Regions from separate parts of the Mus musculus genome. Here region 2 is linked to region 1. Evidence: chromatin contacts called from public Hi-C data. All regions are on one chromosome and are shown on one strand. Each heading gives the region's core, a stretch centred on a gene start, on an enhancer-like site or on the middle of the called end of the contact. The rest is flanking DNA. Distances are from core to core; before and after follow the strand shown. Region 1 has its middle 19 kb from the start of Gm31775. Region 2 overlaps Gm32224 (a long non-coding RNA gene).

Region 1 (5,242 bases), core at 1,033-3,532:
GCCTTCTTATTATCATGGACACCAAGGTGCTCCCATTTTCACTAATGTGTGAAAGGAGAATGGCCGGTAGCAATTTCTCATTTCCATTGACCTAGAGAGGCAGGGTATCAAGGAGGCCTTTGACCTAGAACAGTGGCAACAGAAAAGCAATTGATCACAGTGGAAGCAATCAGAATGCCCATCCAAGAGGTATGGCTAAATAAACTCTGGCCTGCCCATGCCAGGGAGCTCCATCCTGTGGCTTTGACAGATGGGTGAGTGTTCTTAATACCATCACCGAGACAACCTGGAAACTAGTCGTTAAGAGACAAAGGCCACAGCAAGAAGCAATGCATGTGGCATGATACATTTCAGGTTGAAAAAAAAAATCTAGACACACAGAAGTGAAATGAAAGCCAGCATCTCAGGCTGAGGATGGTAGAGTGGGTGCTTGCATAGCATGTGAGAGTCCTGGGTTCGACCCCTGGCACTGCATAAATTAAGCATGGGGTGCATGCCTGTAATCCTAGCACTTGGGCAGTGGAGGCAGGAGGATCAGTTCAACATCATCTTCAGCTATATATGGAGTTCAAGGCCAGCCTGGGCTACATGAGATTTGTTCCCATGTGAGCATATCCAAAGATGTATGAACGTAATTTTTATACCTTTTACTTCTCCTATAAGAATTTCATTTATATATACAAAGTATCTAGATCATATTCACTTCCAATATCCCCTCTCTAGCTCTCCCCAGACACCCCCTCCCAACACGTGCGACCCTCCTCTCTGTAACCTCGTTGGAATGACTGATCTTGCTGGCTTAATCTCCTGCACCTAGCCACAGCTGAGCAAGCTCATGAGCACAGTGGACATATCATGTCCTGGAAACAGCTCTTTACAGCCCTCTTCCCCATTTTCCTCACTTGACGTGTTTTCTGACTCCTCTCTCTGATGTTCCCTGAGCTCTGGCTGGTTGATATGGATGTCCGATTTATGGGTAAGCACTCAGTGGTCACATATTCTCAACCAGCACTTGGACCAGCCTCTGCATCAGCAGCTGCCCGCTGCAGGAGAATGCCTCCTTGGCCAAGGATGAGGCAGCACTCGGCTAGGGATCTAAGCTTAAACACACAGAAGGCAGTTGGACAATGTGTCCATCTTTTAGGGTCTCCCCTAGGAGCTTCTTGGCTCATGGGCTTTTGACCAGGTTTACAGTACTAATCAGTGTGTATCAACTTTAAATAATGAGTAATGGCACACATCAAAATTCCCTTTAGCAAGGAGAAACCATGACTTTTGAGGGGGAAGGGAGATTCCAGCTTGATCTGAATTGTGAGAATTTTCCTAACAAGAATGTATTCCAGTAGTCTGTGCATAAGTAAAAATTAAAAAAAAATGTTTTTAAAGGAAAAGATAAAGCCTGGTGGCGTGCCCACCCAAATCCCTAACGTCTGTCTCTGTGAGTCAGAATTCTGGGTGTCTAATTTTCTTCTGTTATCTGTTTTTAAGTTTTCTATAAAGAGTGCACATTGTTTTGTAAAACAATGGAGAAAACCATAAAGGAATTTTTAAGTCAATGTCACCCTTGCCCTAGCCCAAGTCAGAAGCCAGGGTCCCTCCTGACACTTTGGACTTCTTCTCCAGGCTTTTTAGACAGGCCTCAGGGACAAAGGAGCTGACCCCTCAACCCTCCTGAGCACAGGTTCTCTGAATCTCTTCCTGTGTGACCTCATGGCCTCTCAACACCTTCTCTGGGCCTCCCTTACCCTATAGCAATCCTAGAATTGACCATGGCAACCAAGGAGCTAGAAGAGCCATGGGTTTTACTGTGTGGAGCCCCGTACTTACCTTCCAGTCACAGCTCTAATGATCGGCAGGGGGTGGGGGGCAAGCCTGACCAAGAGCCATTGCTGCCACCGGTAGAGCATCACTGTAGGGAGCTTGCTCCAGGAGAAGCCTAAGAGCAGATGCAGAGGTTGCCAAGGATTTAAGTAAAGCCAAGGAACATCATGATACCAAGGTTTGGGGACCTGTATATTGAAGCTTGCTCTTGTGCCGAGGAAGAAGCCTGGCCTGCTAGAGGTGGCATTAACAGTGACAGCATAAGAAAAGGATTCGCCAGCCCCCACCCCACTCCCACACAACACACACAGTAATGGTAACAAGGAATGAGCATCTTTCAGGGGTGCTCTCTCTATACAAAATCCTGGTGCCGTGGCTTCACACAAGCCTTCCAAGTCCGTGCACCCACCTACATCACGCTGGAACATAGACATAGTCACCCATGAACTTGGCAAGAGCCCTCTCTCAATACACACGCACACACTCCTACTCACTCCAGCCCCACAGAGTCCCACACAGATCAGGCACCCACAACTCATTTGTCCTTAGCGCACACATCACACACACAAACATTGCACCTTGTTTAATGATGCGGGGGAAAGAAGAGTCATGATTTTTATTTAAAACAAAACAAAACAAAATCCTCAAATGCCAGTAGATTCTAGTGTGGCTTTGGTCTTTTTATTTTTCCCTCAGTGTTAAAAGCAAAAGTCACCCAACAGTGCCACCTGCTGAAGGCTGGCTTTTCCTGATCCCCCTCCTCTTCTGCCCTTCTATCCTAAGTGGACTGAGACTCTCCCTTAATTTCCCCCAAAGGACCCAAAACCTAGGATCTGAATGAAGAAGGTGAGGAGATAGCAAAGAAAAGGTGGGGAAATCAGTTTCCAGACCCAGACAGTAAATAGCTGGGGTTGAGATCTGGTGTGAAGAGAGACTGAAAAGAGGAGAAAGACTAAGAGAGACACCCACATGCACAGAGACAAATACCATAGAAGCCAGCAGGAAGAGGGTCTGAGGAGAGCCAGGACTACTGCCTGCTGCCTGCTCTTGCTGCCTGCAGTCTGCTGCCTGGAGAAGATGCAGAGACCAAGGTGGAATTCAGGGGTGTAGTAGACATGCAGAGGCCCCTTCCCACTGTTCCACAAACCAATATATGGTGCAAGCCTGGCCAGCCCTGTCTATCCTCCCTTCTTGAGCTACTCTGTACAGAGACCTGGGGCCATCGTGCCAGCCTGGGCCTGGAATCTCCTATTTCAGCCCTCCAAACTGATTGTTTTTAAGCTCCTGTCCCTTCAGATTCTCTCTCTCTCTCTCTCTCTCTCTCTCTCTCTCTCTCTCTCTCTCTCTCTTTCTCTCTCTCTCTCTGTCTCTCTCTGTCTCTGTCTCTCTCTCTCTTTCTCTCTAGTCTAGGGAAGGGGCAGGTGGGGGGGGGGCGGAGATGATGAAGTCCTGAATGAATGTGTACTGTTGTCATGAGCACAGTCATGTCAAAGATGCCAATATATTCAAGATGACCTCAGCCTCAGAGTAGAACAGAGACACCCCCACCCCTACTACCCAGCCTGTTTGTGTTGAATACCATAAATGTGATGAGCTTCAGGGCTGCTGGTGTGTCTCCATCAGAGTGCATAGCCCACCTAATCCCAGCTTTAGGTGACCTATATGTGCCATATCTCCATTCCCTGTCAGGTCATTCCCTGCCGCAGTCAGGTCAAGTCCAAAGCCATGCAGGTCTTAGCAGGTATGCAAATGCCTACCAACTAGATCAGACGCTCTCCTCAACGGGAGAAGATCCCCTTTGAACATCTGGTCAACTTCTCAGGCACAGATTTATTGCCAAAGAGGAAATCTGTCCAAGACCATACAGCCAACTAGGCAGTAATTTTGGAAACTACCTGAAGGCAGCCATGCTTGTCCCCTAGGGGAGGGTCCTCATCCTTCTGTGTCACTGGACGGGGGCTGTCGTATGCTGCACACACTCATGAGCATGTGTGTGCCGGGGACTAGAAGTCAGTTTTGTATAACTTCCTTTCACAATTCAGAAGCTTGCTGCTTCAGCTAAACTGACTGAGCAGAGTCCCCAGGACCTTCTGTCTCAGCTCCTAGTCCTGAGATTACAGGCACATGCTACGCGCCCATCTTGTTCCATATGTGCTGGGGATTTGAACTTGGGTCCTCATGCTTATGCAGCAAGCACTTTAGTCACTGAGCTATCTCCCCACCATGGCCTCTTGCTTCTTGATGCAAGTCCTAAGTAGAGAGAGATCTGAGTGTAAAACTGCCTTTCTCCTGTGCCCCGTGTTTGCTTTCTACTCGCAGGAGTCCAGTGAGCCTCAGTCCACAACTGCTGGGTACATCTTCAAGGTAGGCAGGGCCAAAGGTAACCACTGAGTCCCCTGAGAGGGGTCCAGGATAATACACCACCAACACTGGGTCAAACCAGCTCTGACTCACAGAGGGAGGCTGATCCAGAAGACGGCAGATCAAGGAAAGCACAACCCCCTGTATACTCAGCCTTAGTTCTGGGGAATCCTTTCAGCCAGAGACTGCTCAGATCTGGGCAGAGGCATAAGCATCCTGACTGTCACCGGGACACACTCAGCCAGCGAGGCCTCCAAGCTTCTGCAACTCCTTGGGCTTCATCCCTCCCTTCTGGAGTTTACAACCTGGGACTTTTTTCTCTCCCAGAGAAGTCTTGATGCACTTTTCTTTCTCACACAGAACCTAATGTCTGGTACATCTAGTCAGAGCTCTAAAGACCGGCCAGCTTACCTCCCTGAGGCACCGAGTGCCTGAGTACACAAAGCCCACAGCAGGTGCTGGCTTGCATCTCATTTGCATATGGTTTGCATATGCTTTCTGACTTCTCACAATACCCAGGGACCGTCCTCTAATCTACAACTCAGAACTTCCTGGCATTTACAGTCCCTGCCAACTGGCACCAGGCACCTCAGTGCTATGGCCTTTTGTTTTCTTAGCTTAGAAAGGGTTTTCAGCAGTACATTAGCTAGCCCAACTCAAAACTTTTCAAAAGAGACCTTCTGGTGTCATGGATCACCTTGCTTAAAATTCCCTGATGACTAGAGTTTGCAAGTTGGTTGCCGAGCGACCCTTTACTCTCCTTCTCTACCTGCAAAACTCCTATGTAGTCCTCAAGGCCCCACTAGAACAAGGACTCCTGTAAAGTCTCTCTCTGTTAACTTCCCACCCCAGTGCTCTGAGCACCATCATCGCCTCTCGGACATATCAGTGGGTAAAGTGCAAACACAAGGACCTGGGTTCAAGTCCCCAAAACCCACTTAAAATGCTGGGTGCAGTAGAACACACCTGTAATCACTGTACTGGGAGGAGACATGATTCCAGGAGCTTCATGGCCACCCTGGCTAGGCTCTAGGTTCAGCAAGGGACTCAGTTGAAACAT
Region 2 (5,242 bases), core at 1,047-3,546, 490 kb before region 1:
AGGATGATTCTGCTTGCTTCGATCAACGGTCTTCTTACATGCCTGGGCCGTGAAGGTGAAATGACTCACATTTACAATAATGGCAAGAACATCCGTGCACATGACTCCTCCAAGTCTGAGAGTGAATTAACCCATAACTACTGCAATCAACCCACAGGTGAGGATCGGCATAGACTCGGCTGGTTCTCTAACCCCCACACATGGGGGTGCGGGGCCTGTGCTGGCGCTGGAGCCCGGCGTGATTTACGTGGTAGCCTTCATGAAGCAGGCTCGTGGAGGGAGTCCTCCTCCAGGCAGTGATGGTGCTCATTACCATCTCACCTTCATGCTCAAGCAGGAAGCTCTGATTGCAGCCAGAGAGTGACTGGAGGCTTCCTCCCCTGCTGGAAGGGGGTGGAAGATGTCTGATGGCATTCTCCACAGCATCCCTTCTGATTAATCAGGCTGCTCCAATCTGTGTGGGAGAATAGCTCCAGGAAGGAAATCTGCCTGGAGAGTCATTCTGTGTCTCATGCCTGTGCAGGTGAACTCAAAGCACGGGCAGAAGCCCCTGCTAGGACTCTTAGGACGGGGACATTCTTTGTGTAATAAAAGTGACAGACACACTGGGAATTTTACTTCCCAGGGACTCTCAGGAGTCAGAAAACCCAGGGACCAGCTTTTGTGCTTTGCTTTTGAGAGATGTCTTTCTGAGACAAAAATCTCACTTGCTAACCCAGGCTATTTTCCAACTTGTGAACCTCCTAAGTGTTGGGATGACAGTTCTTTCCCATCACATTTGGCATCAAGGTGATTTTATGGAAAGGTAGGCATCTAAGCTTTGGGCTCTCCTGTGTCTGTGTTGGACACTATTTCTACTGCTTATTAGTTCTTGAAATTGGGTGATCTATGAGGCTATGAGTGCTTTGTGGCCTGTTGTTGTTGCTCACAGAAACTCTGTAGAACATGACTGAGTTCCTTAGTGGGTTTTGTATGAATGGCACCATATTCCCTCATTGGCCAGACCCCAACAACAGTAACAAAGGGCAGTGTGGCCCTGCTGTGATGTGAGTGCGATCCCAGGCTCATGTGTCCGTAGTGTGATTACTCCACACAACCATGGGAGGGTGCCCAGCTTATAAGGTTTATACCCCACCTTGGTGGGTGAGTTTACACCCCCTCTAAAGGGATTTGAGGGCATCAGACAGATCACTAGCTCCCTCTTACTATGTGGTGCCCTGTGCCATATTCTAGTGCAGCAAGCGGGGCCTCACCAGGTGCATTCCTCCATTGTCATGCTTGCTTGCTTCTATGAGCTTAAGAAATAGACCTCTGCTCCTCCTACTTTACCTAGTCTATAGTGTTCTGTCACAGTGGCAGATATGGACTAGAGTGTGTCCTACAGAGACTCTTTTAGAATGTTGCCAATGTTAACATGGGGAATCCTACAGAGATAATCTTCCAGGCAACCAGCAGTGAACTTGCTAGTTTTTTGTTTTGTTTTGTTTTGTTTTGTTTTTTCCGAGATAGGGTTTCTCTGTATAGCCCTGGCTGTCCTGGAACTCACTTTGTAGACCAGGCTGGCCTCAAACTCAGAAATTTGCCTGCCTCTGCCTCTCGAGTGCTGGGATTAAAGGCATGTGCCACTATGCCCGGCTTGAACTTGTTAGTTTTATCAAAAGTTGTGGAATTGCAGAAAGAATCCCATCATCCAGGCCATGCAGAGCCTGAAAGTTCTAGTGTTGTGGCCTTCACAGAGGAGCCAGAACGTGGGGAGGGAAAAGCCACTGGCTACAGGGAAGAGGGCACAGGCATGGCAGGGCTACAGTCCAGTCCGGACCCTAGGCTCCAGGTAAGGCTTTGCCTCTGCCTCTCAGCTTCATGGCAGCTGTGTGGGATCTTCTGTTTCTTGCACTACATTTGTGCTTCCTTCACCGATCTTCATCTCAGTCTTCCCCAGTCTTCCTTCAGTCTTGAGCCATCGTCACCTCTGGTCCTTTGAGGGCTTTTCCTGCCACTCCACCAAACCATTAAGACACCGAGTCTTTCTAGGAAAAAAAAATTAAGATGGATCGAGCACAGATCCAAAGTCAAGGGAGCCAGTGAGGCAGAGGCTCTGTGAAAGGCAAGGTCCCTCCTGGTCTCGGAACATTCACAGCAAACCACCCAGAAGCCTGCCAAGCAACTGAGGAGTTTTTAATCATTGTTTCTCTCTTCTGGGGAGAGGGAAAAAAAAGGAGTCATTTGTAGCCTGGCAACAAAGATCTGTGTGTTCTTCCCTTATGCCAAGCTGTAAACACAGGCTCCCTCAGCTCCGCATAATGATGCTCATATGCCACAACCAGGAAGTCTTGGGACAGCACAGGAGGGCTGCAGACACCAGCAAGGCCAGCAGGCCAGGGTGCATGCTGCAGAACCTGGCAGAGCCATGGGACCCATGGGCTTTTGGTGCAAACCCAAGAACTTGTCAGAGAGCCCCATACTTCACCCAGCCCAAGGCAGTATTTCCTGTTAGGCAGCTATGGGGTTGGGAGCCAGGTGGCCTAAGTGCTGGGGAGAGGACTGCAGGTGTCCTTTGGGCTGGATGAGTCTTTCTTCCTACTGCTCAGGGCGTAATTTTTCTTCTTACCTTTGTCCTACTCTCTGGTGGATGGTGCAGGTAAACACCTTTCCCCCAAGAGGTATCATGGACTTGACTGGTTGCAAGGAAGATTCCTTTGAGGCTAAAGAAGAAGCACGTGGGAAGTAGCCATGGGAGCGAGTGTGCCCCAACTACTCGGCATCCCTATATGGGGGTCAGACAGAGTAGATGTTAAGAATGTGGTCAGGGGTCTGATTTCCTAGATGCAAACCCTCAGTACCAATGGAGTGGGCGTGGCAAGTTAATTCCTATTCCAAACTTGTATGTCCTAGGCCTGGATGTCTTGTCTTTAGTGCTAAAATGATGACAGCCAGTATTAGTATTACTCTTTCTAAAATATGTGACAGCAGGCAAATGACATTCATATTGTAGCTATTACACCCGGTGAATGTGGCTGTGCTTGAGTCATAAATCTTACTCCCCTCAGGTAAGCCAAACAACCCTCAGGTAAGCCAAACAACTTAGCTGAGATACTACACTGCATCCACTTAGTGGAGTTCCTGGCACCATGATACACACACACACACACACACACACACACATATTTGGGGCCGGTGAGAAGATCAGTACCAGAGCACTTACCTGCTACATGTGAGGCCCTGGATCCATTCTCAGATCTGAAAAAAAAAAATTTAAATTAAAAAGTTGTCTCTGAGTTCTTCCTGAATGCAGGGATGGAGGCACGCCTCCCTTGCAAGCTGTTGTGTTCTTGGCAGGATGTATACAGGACCTAAGAGTGTCTCCTCATAAATTACTTGCTCAGCAGAAAAGGAGGGAAGAAAGCAAGCCGGCATAATTAGTCAGGGGTGATACACACAGGAGCAGCCTGAGGACCAGCCCATACCACCAGCTTCTTGTACTGTCCCCAGAGGGATGCAGTTTGTGCATTCGTGTCAGAAAAACTGCAACCTGGGAAATAGAAGAGGGGCCCTCTGTAGAACACCTGTCTGTTCAGGGAATGGCCAGTGAAGGGACAAAAGGAAAGGCTAAAGAAAGCCACAGACTAGAGGGAGATCACAGAGACATGACACCTGAACATAACATATAAAGCCGGGCCAGTTGACTAGACTAGGACTGGGGAAAATGGGCACAACCAGGGAAAATGGGCACAACCAAACTACATGGACAATGGGTAAAACTGGAATATGGTCTGCAGTCTAGACATGTCAGTATATTGTTGTTTTAGCTTTTAATTTAGAGCACTGATCTATGCTTACATTACTAATCTATACTTACATTAGTGAATGTCTCCAGTCTTAGAAAGCATATATCAGCACAGTATACTTGGATTCATGCTCAAATATTTAGGGAAAAGGGAGACTTCAAATTCTCAAATGATTCAAAAATTGCATAGCATATATAATTATGTCCAAATATGTAACATTTTCTGAACTATATTAATTCAAAATACATTATACACATGTGTTGATGTTTTATAGTCACATATACATCATTTTTTCCAAAATACATATGTGTGGGCATGAAATATAAAAACACAGACATATGATGGGAGAGAAAAAGATGAAAGGAATATGTTTCAGCTCTGTTATTATGTCAAGGTAACAAAGCTATCACCGTTCTTCTGGTCTTTTACAGGTTTGCCCACTTGGGGACATTAACTGAAAACCTCACAGAGTGTATTTGTTGACTTAGCATGCAATCCTGACATGCATGCATATTGCTGGATAGAGAAGTAGTTTGCTCATTTTCATGGTTGAGTAAATTCTGTTGCTCCTGTACCTATTCACATGCATATGGGCTGTTTCCTCTTCTTTTTTTTTTTAAACACTGTATCAGAAAACATACATACATGTTTCTGTGTTGGTTCATAGGAATGGAGTTGTTAGCTTATCTAGCATGCAGTGTTTGCAACCCATGTTAGTGGATTCTGACAATGTCCCAAATTGATTTGGCCTTTTTAAAAAATAAACTTTCATCAGCAATCCTGGAGTATTCCAGTTGTTCTGTATCCTTGCCAAAACTAGGTTTTGTCAGCCCTTGGAGTTTAACCATTCTAAAATGTGTATGATAGTATCTTATCACAGACTTAGCTGAAAATTCTCTGATGGCAATTGGAGCTGAGTTCTTTCTGTCTGTTGGCTACTCAGATATGTGGCTCTGTAAAGTGACTATTCAATCCTTTTGTCAGTCTTTCTGTGAACTGTCATGTCTTATTGTTTTGGAAGTTTCTTTATATATTCTATTTATATATTCTAAAAGTCCTTTGCCAGACACACTGACTGGGAATGTACTCTTGTTCTGTGGTCTGATTTTTCCAGTTTTTCATGATATGTCTTGGTAAGTTTTAATTTTCATGACATACAAATTATCAGTCCATCCCCCCCCCCATATGCCTATAATTTAACCTTTATCATACTTTTAAAAGACTAATCCAAGCCAGGCAGTGGTGGCACATGCCTTTAATCCCAGCACTTGGGAGGCAGAGGCAGAGGCAGAGGCAGGCAGATTTCTGAGTTCAAGTCCAGCCTGGTCTACAGAGTAAGTTCCAGGACAGCCAAGACTACACAGAGAAACCCAGTCTCAAAAAAAAAAAAAAAAAAAAAAAAAAAAAGATTAAACCGAAGTATGCTTTCAGGTGGATCATAATTCTAGATCACAATT

What was found. A called contact is a pair of places that touch in the nucleus more often than the background predicts.
Region 2: a Hi-C map of cortical neurons shows a contact between it and region 1, with 2.0 times the contacts expected there. The contact joins two enhancer-like sites. A contact is called at or near these places in 3 of 484 Hi-C or Micro-C datasets (cortical neurons and uterus) and 2 of 115 datasets of contacts at active chromatin or transcription factors (embryonic basal ganglia and embryonic stem cells).

What each region holds. Positions count from the first base shown.
Region 1 is chr14:24,643,736-24,648,977 of GRCm38.p6, reverse strand. No RefSeq gene overlaps it. Among named protein-coding and RNA genes, the nearest start is that of Gm31775, 19 kb to the left of the region's middle. Within about 2 kb of position 2,282, at least 14 of the 459 cell types and tissues checked have an H3K27ac peak or open chromatin away from gene starts, as enhancers often do. A contact at or near this core is called in cortical neurons, where this site is marked.
Region 2 is chr14:25,132,580-25,137,821 of GRCm38.p6, reverse strand. Gm32224 (a long non-coding RNA gene) reads right to left here. Exons shown (of 5, transcript XR_383270.2): 2 at 3,203-3,237; 3 at 2,609-2,764; 4 at 1-2,027. Among named protein-coding and RNA genes, the nearest start is that of Gm32224, 7.2 kb to the right of the region's middle. Within about 2 kb of position 2,296, at least 31 of the 459 cell types and tissues checked have an H3K27ac peak or open chromatin away from gene starts, as enhancers often do. A contact at or near this core is called in cortical neurons, where this site is marked.